Regions from separate parts of the Strix aluco genome. Here region 2 is linked to region 1. The links are chromatin contacts, called in public Hi-C maps. All regions are on one chromosome and are shown on one strand. Each heading gives the region's core, a stretch centred on a gene start, on an enhancer-like site or on the middle of the called end of the contact. The rest is flanking DNA. Distances are from core to core; before and after follow the strand shown. Region 1 holds the start of PHLDA1 (pleckstrin homology like domain family A member 1). Region 2 holds the start of KRR1 (KRR1 small subunit processome component homolog).

Region 1 (4,813 bases), core at 2,202-4,701:
TGACGTGACCGTCTCTCACATTAGGAGTTTGGCTGACACCGACGTTCTTCAGAAGTTAACATGGCAGGCAATAAAACCGGCAAAAGTTTGTGGGTGAACTACATCAGTTCAAACAGTTTTGAAAGCATCCTTCAGACTGACTTAAAAAACAAGAAACTTAAGGTGAAAGTGGGACATTGATGTTGAACCGGTGAAAAATAGCAGCAAATTCCAAATGAAAGCTGTTTTCTCAAACCTTGATGTCAATTACATCACTAAAATTATCTTTTGTTTTCAAAGTACAAATATTTCCTGAAGAGCAGTAAAATTTCAGCTTTAGACTAGATTCATAGACTTTTGTGACATTCAGGGGCTTGCATCCACTGAGGACAGGAATACCTGCCACTCCTAGAGAAATATGCGTGTGTCTGGCCACATAGGAATTAATTTTCATCAATTACATTTATCCTTCAGTAGGCTAAAATGTATTTTAGTAGGTGAGATATCAGCGATCTGTCTGTATATCTGAAAAGGTGGATTAGTTACTCAGTAAACTGTAATTAATGACTCTAAAGAGAGGAGCCAAATTACAAATTACAGTCTATTTTGTAAGTCTTTGACTAGCTCATTAGAGAATCCCCTTGCAGCTCTAACATCCAAGCATTAGCAGAATGATAATGGCAGATGTACAGAGATGTGGAAATTGGCTATTATGATTGCCAAGACAGCGAACCTAATCCTAGAAGATGCAGCGCACCTTCGATTTCAATTAGTCTCAAAGTAATAACTTTGTTAGGACAGCTGGAATCTACCACCTCAGGCTCGTTATGCAACCCTGTCAGAGGCCAGGATCGGAAAGAAGCACTCAGGAATAACCATGGAGAACTGCTGAGGTCCAAGCTTTAACTCTGCACCATGGCATGTTTTGCACATCCAGGTATGTGACCCCGACACCCGGGGGCAAGGAACAAAAGAGGAAGGCTAAAAGAGACCCTGACTTATTCCTTACAGGGCTGAGCTTAAGCTTATGGCGCAGAGCAAGGGACCATCGTGTGCAGCAGCCAATTCTGACATCTTCTTGTGCATGTCACTTCAGTCTTTTGCTTTAAACGCTTAACAGAAACAGCTTGAACCAAGAATGTGGAGCTTTTACAGTCAAGCTACACCTCAGTTACACAAACTGGAAAGTCCTGGATGTGTGGCTTTAAAAGATTTTGTTTATGTTCACGTTACTTGTAAAGGGGTCAAAAGCCGTTTTCCTCACCACACTAGTTAAAATAGCTAGCCCTGGGGCTGCAACTTTCTATCTTGAACCAGAGATAACGGGCCACACTGCTTTGTCTCGGTTACAACCTCCCTACTTAATTTAAACCAGAGAACTAGGGCTGTAGCAGCACACAACGTGAAACTGCCCATCGCCTGAAGGGCCCTGTCCTAGAAAGCACACCGGCCCGCACGCGCCTGGCTCCTTCCTCTGCACCGGGGTGCACCGCTCCGACCCGCTCTCGCCAGCATCAACAGCCAAATTCCCACTGACTTTTAAGAGGCAGAGGAAGACACACCAGCTGTGCAATTAGCCCTTTGTTTTCCAACTTCATGGCTTCATCAACGTTTTTAGAGACGAGATCGCACGCCCCTCTCAACATCTGACAGTGCTAAACACCAAAATTAATCTAGTTTATCTCAGCTAGAGAGCAACTTTCAGCTTATGAAAACTGTGACCAAAGTAATCCATTTGCACACTAAGACATACATAAAATGGGTTTTAAACTAGGGGCTACTTTAATGCAAGACATTTAAAAACTGCCATGAAAATTCAACACAGGCTGAGAGCCCAGACCGCTTACAGACCAACCGTGCAGAGGGAGCCCTGAACTCGGACACGAAGAGATGCTTCTCGGCTCCCGCCCTCCAGCCCAGGAGCAAGCACATCAAACCAGTAACTGGAATCCAACTGCGATTCCTGAATCACAAAAGAAGTTGGTCGGGTTCCCCTCCACTCATACATTGAACAGATGGGTTTTAATCTCAGAATGACAATCAACGTTACTTTTTTGAATAACTGAGTGTGAATAAATTTGATCATCTTCCACCACGCATAATGTTTTAAAAGAAAATCATTTAAAACCCAGACTGTAATGGTTATGCTCATCAGAGAGAACAGTTTTCAGATGCAGTATGGGCTTCAGCCAAATTCCAAACCATACATCACATTTTCCATGTTAGCGTAATACAGGGTATTTCAGGTAAACATGAAAAACTCTTTTGTCAAATTGCACACAGCCGAACTACCCAGAACTTTTTAGTTCCTTTAGGGAGATAATGTACATACAGTTTTTTCCTTTGCTTTTTGGATACGGCCTACATTCAGAAATGTCTTGCAAAAAGCCTTTAAAAAAAAACAAAACCAAAACAAAAACCAAACAACCCTAATAAATAAAATAAAATACATTAAAATAAAGTTACAGTACATCATGTCTCCTAGAAGTCCCATCACACCGAAGGATCCTTTCCAAGGTTCATAAATAATATATCTGAAATGCTTCTCGGCACCGAGGGCGGCAAAGCGGCGGCAGCAGCAGCTAGCTGGGGTTCAGGTGGTCGAGCCGCTTCTCTCCAGGCTGCCTGCATCTCCGGCGCTTGCCCAGTTTTTGACCAACCGAAGTCTGTCCGCGACGAACGCGCTCAGTCCCGCTTCCCCGAAGCGCTCCGGTAACTTCACCTGCAGCAAGACGGGACAGAGCGCGGCCGGTGAGGGCAGCGGCGGGGCCGGCAGCAGGGTCCAAGCCCGGGGCACCCGCGGGGCCGGGAGCGGGTGCGGGCCCGGAGGGCCGAGGCGGGTCCCGGGGCGGGCGGGGGTCCCTACCTGCGCTAGGCGGAGTTGGAGGCGGTGCGGAGGCGCGGGCCGTGGGGCTGCGCCAGGTGCTGCTGCTTCTGGCGGGTGGAGCGGACGGCCAGGATGGCCTGGCGGTTCTTGTACTGCACCATCTGCAGCGTGATCGCCGCGTTCCAGCCCTGCTCCTGCGCGCACCGAAAGTCGATCTCCTTCCCCTCGGCCATCACCACCGTGAAGTACACGTACTTGCCCTTCCGCTCCACGCAGTCCACTGTCTTCATGTTGGAGAAGTGAAGCTCCTTGATCTTGGCCGCCGGCTCGGCCGGCAGCGGCGGCGGCTGCTGCGGCGGCGGCGGCGGCGGCTGCTTGGGGGGGGCGAGGAGCAGCCCCTCCTCGGTGAGGATGCAGCGCTTCTTCTTCCAGAGCTGCAGGAGCCCGTCGCTCCTCTTCTCCAGCACGCCCTCCTTCACCGCCTTGCAGCCGCTCTCCAGCATCCTCCCGGCATGGGCCGGCGGGGCCGGGAGCCGCGGCCCGCGGGGGCTGGGGTCGGGGGGCAGCCGGCACCACCCGAGGACTCGCCGCCCCGCGCCGGCTCCGAGGCGGAGGGCGGGGAGCGCCCCGGCCCGCGGGGAGCGGAGCGGCTGCCGCCCGTGCCGCGGCGTGGCGGGCTGCGGCGGGCGCGCTGCCGGTGCCGGCGGCTGTGGCGGCGGCTTCGCCCTCCCCTCCGCTTTTGAAGGCGCCTTCCCCCGCCGGCCCAGAGTGACACCCCGCGGAGCGGGCGGCTCCTCCCGCCGGCAGCGGGGAAGCCCGACGGCGCGGCCGCGGAGCGGCGCGGAGGGGAGCGGGGAGGCGGCGCGGCCGCCCCTCCTCCCGAGGAGGGCGAGGACAGACCGCGGAGCGGCGCGGGAAGGGCTTCCCCGCTGTGTGTGCTAGCAATGGTTAATGGAACAATTGAAACGCGCCCTCGCCTTCACGGGGGTAGCGCAGCCGCCTGTGTTTGGGGCAGATTTCCTCAGCCTTCCCCCCTGGGCAACAGCAAAGGCCCCCCGCTTCAGTATGTTTCTGATTCAGGTCCAATAAAACCGGTGCCAATTTTCAGCAACACCCTGGTATTTAAACGATCATCGCTCCATTAAACAAAGGAGAGAGCCTGACACGCGCAACCTCGTGTAACAGCTTTATCCCCACCCTTCCGCACTGCTCCCGACTGTGCGGGGTAGAAACAGCTTCTACTGCATACATAAAATACATCTTTACTCTCTGCAGCAGTTTGAGTAATGTCTAAAAAAAAAAAAAAAAGCAAGTACCCATATCACTTCCCAAAGGAAACACTAGAACCTCAGTACCTGGAAATTTTAAAAGTAGACTAGGAAAAACAACCACAACACTGAACTGGCAGAGCGCTAGGGCCATTTTTCTTGTTAAGCAAATGTGTGGCAACAAAGCAGATTATTTGTTTGGATTCTCCCCCTGAAGTTAGCTTTTGAATTCATTTATTTGAGTAGATAAGTGATCTAAGGCTAATATTAAACTCTTCATTTTTAAGTCTTTTGATGTATTAGATGTAAATCAAAAGCCCACAGAACTGAATTTGGCTGACAAGGCCGATGTAAACTGAAGGCTGGAAGTTTCATATTATGTTTTAGAGCACTGTTTTTTTAAACATGCATTTAACATAGCCATAAAAAAAAGCCCTCCTCGCAGTAATTTTGGCAGCTAGGAAGCAGGTCATGCTGTAGCATAGGTCAGTGGGAGCACATTCAGTATTAATGATAGTTTTAATGGAGTTTATCTCTGATAACATTTTAAAAAGATTTCCTCTTAGAATCTTTTCCTCTTGAAGGTCAAAGTTAATTTTGATAAACTGTTGAGAGGTAAACAATTAAGGTAATAACAGCAATTAAAATTATTTGGCTGTTTCATCTTTTCTGAGGTAACTGGAAGACACTCAAATCAGTAACAAAGGCAACTTGCTAGCCACAAACTGAACAGAAAAAA
Region 2 (5,002 bases), core at 341-2,840, 140 kb before region 1:
TTTACTTGACTCACTTGAAAATCCCACATTTTGAAAATTCACTATTTTATAAGTATTATGATAGAATTTGATACAAACTTCCAGGATTTAATACAGACCTGTTCAAATGGAACGCTTCTTGCCAGAAGTTTTATTAAATCTCTAGCCCTGATGATTGCATACGGATCAAAAGTCTTCTTCGTGGTAGTGACAGTCATGCTTCCTTCAATTAGATCCAGCGTTGCGTTCACAAACTGCAATATTTGAAAAGAAATAGTGAATCAATCTCTAAGAATCCTGTATCTTTCATCTTTGGCAGTAAGAAGGTAACAAATAGAATGCTACATACTGAATGCAGATCCATTTTCCAAATTTCCTTAAGTGCCTTTCAGATTAAGGAAATTCACACACAGACAGATAAAAAAGACGGAATATATGTGTCACGCAGCCCCAAACACCACCCCCCTCCTCTCCCTGAATTTAGGCGCAACAAAGTTGTCAGTGCCTGGATGACAAGACGCTGCTGCTGAGAGCTTTGCTGACAGCATCTGTAAAGAACTGCAAGTCTGGCTACACAGACTTTCACTTATTTTGATGCCAATAGAAAATGATACTACCAATTCTAAATGCAAGCACAGTAGAAATATATGCAAATACAGTATCAGAAAAGCAACTTGCACTGTTTTTATAAGCTCAAGAAAGACCTGTATCTCCCAAAAGGTAAAACATAGTATCGCAATTGTTAAGTATTTGTACATGTTCACTCAAGGCTTTCTGGACAAGTGGCCAGCACTCTTTCAAGTATGCTTCTCTATACTTCGGGAATAACGTTGCAAAACTGCTTTCTTCCAGCAGCCCTTTGGGATTATCCTCTCTCGTAAAGGCTGGCTCTTTCCATCCATCTGGCACGGTGAGAAGTTCAGATTCATCAACTGTTATAGGTAAAAAAAAAAGTTGTTTTTTCCTCCTTTTTCAATAGTGATTATTACATCTCTTCCCCGTTTAAGTACAAACAAAACAATAACTGAAAGCAGGGACACAAAGTTTTGTTAATACTCTGCTGAATGTTTTGCATTTCTTCTGACTTTAAAGAAATTACTGCTTTAAGTAATTTATTTTAAAAAAGAAAATAATTCCACAACTGAGATATGCGTTGCGGATAGGATATTACACAAGAGCAAGACACAGGCTGAGGCAGCGACCAGAGAACCGTGAGGACGGTCCCACCACAAGGCACCGCGCCCCTCGCACCCAACCGCCGCCTCTATCCTCCCCAGCGCCGCCAGCCGGGAAGCAGCCCGCCTGCCCCACGCTGCCTCTCCGCCTACACGAACCCGCGGCCAAGCTCCTTAGTCCCGGGCTGTTTTCGGAAACCGGAGGGACTGCCGGGACGGGGCAGCAGACCGCGGCCAGGGGGAGACCCTCAGCCCGAGGGCTTCCCCGGCGAGCCGGCTATCAGCCCTGCACGGACCCTCACCCTGCTCCCACCTGTCGCCGCTTTCTTTTTGCTTTTGTTTTTTTGCTTTTCATTTTGCCTTGGCCCAGCCTCGGCCGCCTGGGGAGGATCCGCCATGTCCGCCCGCGCGCCACCCCTCACCCGGCGGCGGAAGCGCCGCGCGCCGGATGGGGAGGGGATGGGAGCCGCGGTGCACGCCGGGAGCCGCAGTGCACGCCGGGAGCCGCAGTCTCGGGGCTCGGCGGGGCTGAGGGGAGCGGGTGGTGGCGGTGTGAGGCGGCGCTGGGCGGACGGGTTGAGCGGTGGCTGCTCGGGTCTTGAGAGTGGCTTTACTGCTTGTGCTCACAACAATACGCCTTCTCCTACTGGGTTGTCCATCCCCGGGAGTTAAAAAGGGAAAATAAAGCCGGTGGGAAGAGGCAGGGGTGCCTGCTCTGCCTGACAGCGAGCGGCAGCGCCGGCCTCTGCTGCGTGGGTGGCGGTCGGTGGCCCTCGGGCGGCGGGGACTGCGGGCTACCTGACAGTCCTCGCTGCTTGCCAACAGAGGAAGTTCCCCCAGCTCTCCATCAGGGTTACTGTATATCAAGGTGTGTTTGCACCTGGGCGACAGTGGCTCTGGTGTAACACAGCACGGTCTGTCTCCAGCCGACAGGGACTGGTTGGGTGCTCACGCTGCTGGAGACCTTGCTCACTTCCCCTGGGTGGCTCCACAGCCCTTCTTGGACTCTGTGCCATTGCAACCACGGGCTCAAATTTAATGCCGCAGTTGAGGTGAGAGGCATATACCAAGTGTCTTCTTTCTTTCATCCTCTTGCACGTGAAACATCTTTTCCAGCCACGTTCTTCAGCTTTGAATTTTCTATTGCTGCTATGCAATGTAAAGGAAAAAAGAACCAGCATCATCAAAATGTACAGTGAAGTAGATTGGTAAATACTTGAAGTGCTTCAGTGCTTATAACTAAAGAGAATGTGTTCCTGATGAGACCTAATTATTCAGCTGAATAACCCAGTCTAAGGTTCTCTGGGGGATGCTCTGCATCCTCCTTCCTCCTCCTTTCTGTACCTGTAACTGAGCATTTTCTTCACTAAAAAAACCAAGAATGTGCCTACTTCACTCTCTTCTATGGGCACCATGAAAAGCCAATGGAGTGAAAAACTGGAAGAGACCTTTAAGAGCTAGAACACCTGCACTTCTGAGGCAGGACGGTGTTGTCCTTGGCTGCTGTTCATCAGACCTGTTCATAAAAGCCTGCACTCTACGGTGTTTAATTACCATCATGATGAGAAAGATATTCCTATCATCTGATCTACACATAAATAAAATATTAATTCAAAAATCAGTTTTGACCCACCCAAACTATTCTTTGAATCTGACTGCTGTCTTTCCTAGCCTGCTCCATCTCCCAGCCCTGCGCCAGCACCATCTCCCACAATGAACAGGACACCAGGATCCCTTCCGCATGCAAGTTTGCCATCGAGCTGATGCATGATTTTAGCCATTTTTTTTAATTTCTCTCTGTCCACATCCTTTGAACAGGGAGGCCGCTGTGGGAGCACTTGGGCCCGCGAAGGACAGAATGTCCCTTGATGGGGCTGCGAGAGGCTTGGCGGTGCGCACCATCTCTGCTCCGAAATGGCACATCGAGTATTCACCTTCTGCTCTGAGGACAAAAGGGAAAAAAGCGGGAAGGGGAATCGGGGAGGCCCCGCAGCAGAGGGGTGCTGGTGGGTCGCTCCGGCCGTTTGGGGTGGTTGGTTACCCATCCCCGGTCCCGCTAGATGGCAGTGACCGCCGCGCTGAGTGGAGCATCCCAAACGGAACTGCAGCCCCGGCTGGGGTTTCTGCTTGAGGGAGGAGATAGGGAGAGATGGAAGCCATGGGCACCGTGCTCCCCTCTGCCCGCGCAGCCCTGCCGTGCGTGGAGAGGCCGGGGCCCTGCTCCTGCCTCGCCTGGCACCCGGCTGTGGATGCTGTAGGCGACTGACAGAAAGGTGCAGGTGCCCCTGGGCGAGCACAGGGTGGCAAATTTGCTTCTCTCAGCTCTTGGACACAGAAGTCTTCTGGGTTGGTATCCCTCTGTGCTGCGCAGCCTTTGAGCACAGGACGGGGGTCCTGCCTGGGCGGCACCCGGTGGATGCGACGGCAGGGCTGGGGGGGCTCGAGGAGGCGTTTTCTTCTCGGGAAGGTAGCGCATGAAGTGCATGGCATATGTCTTGCTGAAAACTGGCCAAGTGTTGTGGAAGTGCAGCAAAGCAGAGTTGGGAAGAGTTTGAGGGAGGATAATTTGTTTAGTTCAGCACTTGCTTATAGCCTGACTCCTCCTATGAGTAGGATGCAACCCACCAAAAAATCACAGGAGTGGGCTGTGGAAGGGGCATGCTGGCAGCATTCGGCAGTGGGAATCAGCATCCTGGCTGGGATGAGATGGGAGAAGTAGAGAGGCTGCAGACCATGGAGAGTCAAGAGTGTGAAGACAAATTACAGGCTTCAGGGAGAGAGAAGAGGGACCCCAAGGGAGAGGTGTGGCGAGGAGGTGGCACAGCCGAGGATCTTTGTAGTAGTGCTGGCTATGAGCAGTTTTCAAGGTCAGAGGAAAGGTCTCTGGTGAGATACACCACCTTTTTCATCAACCTACAGACCTCTCAGGCCTGCTCTGGGTATACATCTCATGCCTCTGCAGAGGCAGTGACAGAGCACTCATGTGCCTGCTCATTTCTTGCACCCCATCCCCTGCACCAGCTGCTGTTGCATGGGGGTCATGGAGCTCCCCAAGCCTCTGTGCTGGAGAAAGAAAGAGCTGCTCAGGGTAAGGGGGCAAGACACTGACACCTTGTGGCATCCAGCTTCTCTGATTCAAAGGATGGATAACCCTCGCTGGTGCAGCACAACACTGAAGTGTACCTTTGCCCAATCAAGACAGGTCCACTAAAAATAATAGGAAACGGAGGCAGTCATGCTAACAGACTTGGAAGCTGTGATTCAGGGAGGTCCCTCATATCCTCTTCTGTCTGATTCTTTGAAGGAGACAGTATTTTTTCATCTTTTCTCTTACCTTGGGATCTGTGGTCTGGTCGGATATGAGAAAGCCACTTCCCTAATTCCTGGCCGGGACAGGATGCTCCCACAGACCCACTCTGCTCCTCCGGGCAGCCTTCTCAGGCTCCAGACAACAGCATGTTTATATCATTTTTATTAGTCACTGCTCAAATGCAATAACCAGCCACCGCTCGTCTGGCAGGGTGAGGACAGCTAGCCGGGGGAACAGCGGCTGCTGAGGGCCGGGGGACTGACAGCTGGTGTCTAGGTGACTCCGGCTGGGCTGTGCCGTGACGGGGATGCTGCGGCCCCGCAGGAGCGGGGTCCCCCCCCCCTGCTGGTTTGGCACCTGAGCTCCTAGGCAGGAGGGGCAGAGTGAGTGCCAGTGTGGTGGTGGGGCACAGCTACTGCAGGGCCGGTGGCATGCAATGCCGCTGCTATTCCCTGCCCTCAACCGCCCTGGCTCCTGGGGTCTGCGTGCCCTCCCAGCTCTGCCAGCACCAAGAGACAACGTGTTTTCTGCAAGCAGC

The links. A called contact is a pair of places that touch in the nucleus more often than the background predicts.
Region 2: a contact with region 1 is called in a Hi-C map of heart, with 9 times the contacts expected there. The contact joins the promoter of KRR1 here to the promoter of PHLDA1 in region 1. A contact is called at or near these places in 2 of 2 Hi-C or Micro-C datasets (brain and heart).

What each region holds. Positions count from the first base shown.
Region 1 is chr5:46,098,518-46,103,330 of bStrAlu1.hap1, reverse strand. PHLDA1 (pleckstrin homology like domain family A member 1) reads right to left here and starts at 3,451. Exons shown (of 2, transcript XM_074827207.1): 1 at 2,846-3,451; 2 at 1-2,701. The coding sequence starts at 3,309. The coding sequence ends at 2,851.
Region 2 is chr5:46,238,690-46,243,691 of bStrAlu1.hap1, reverse strand. KRR1 (KRR1 small subunit processome component homolog) reads right to left here and starts at 1,590. Exons shown (of 10, transcript XM_074827208.1): 1 at 1,468-1,590; 2 at 736-911; 3 at 99-233. The coding sequence starts at 1,552.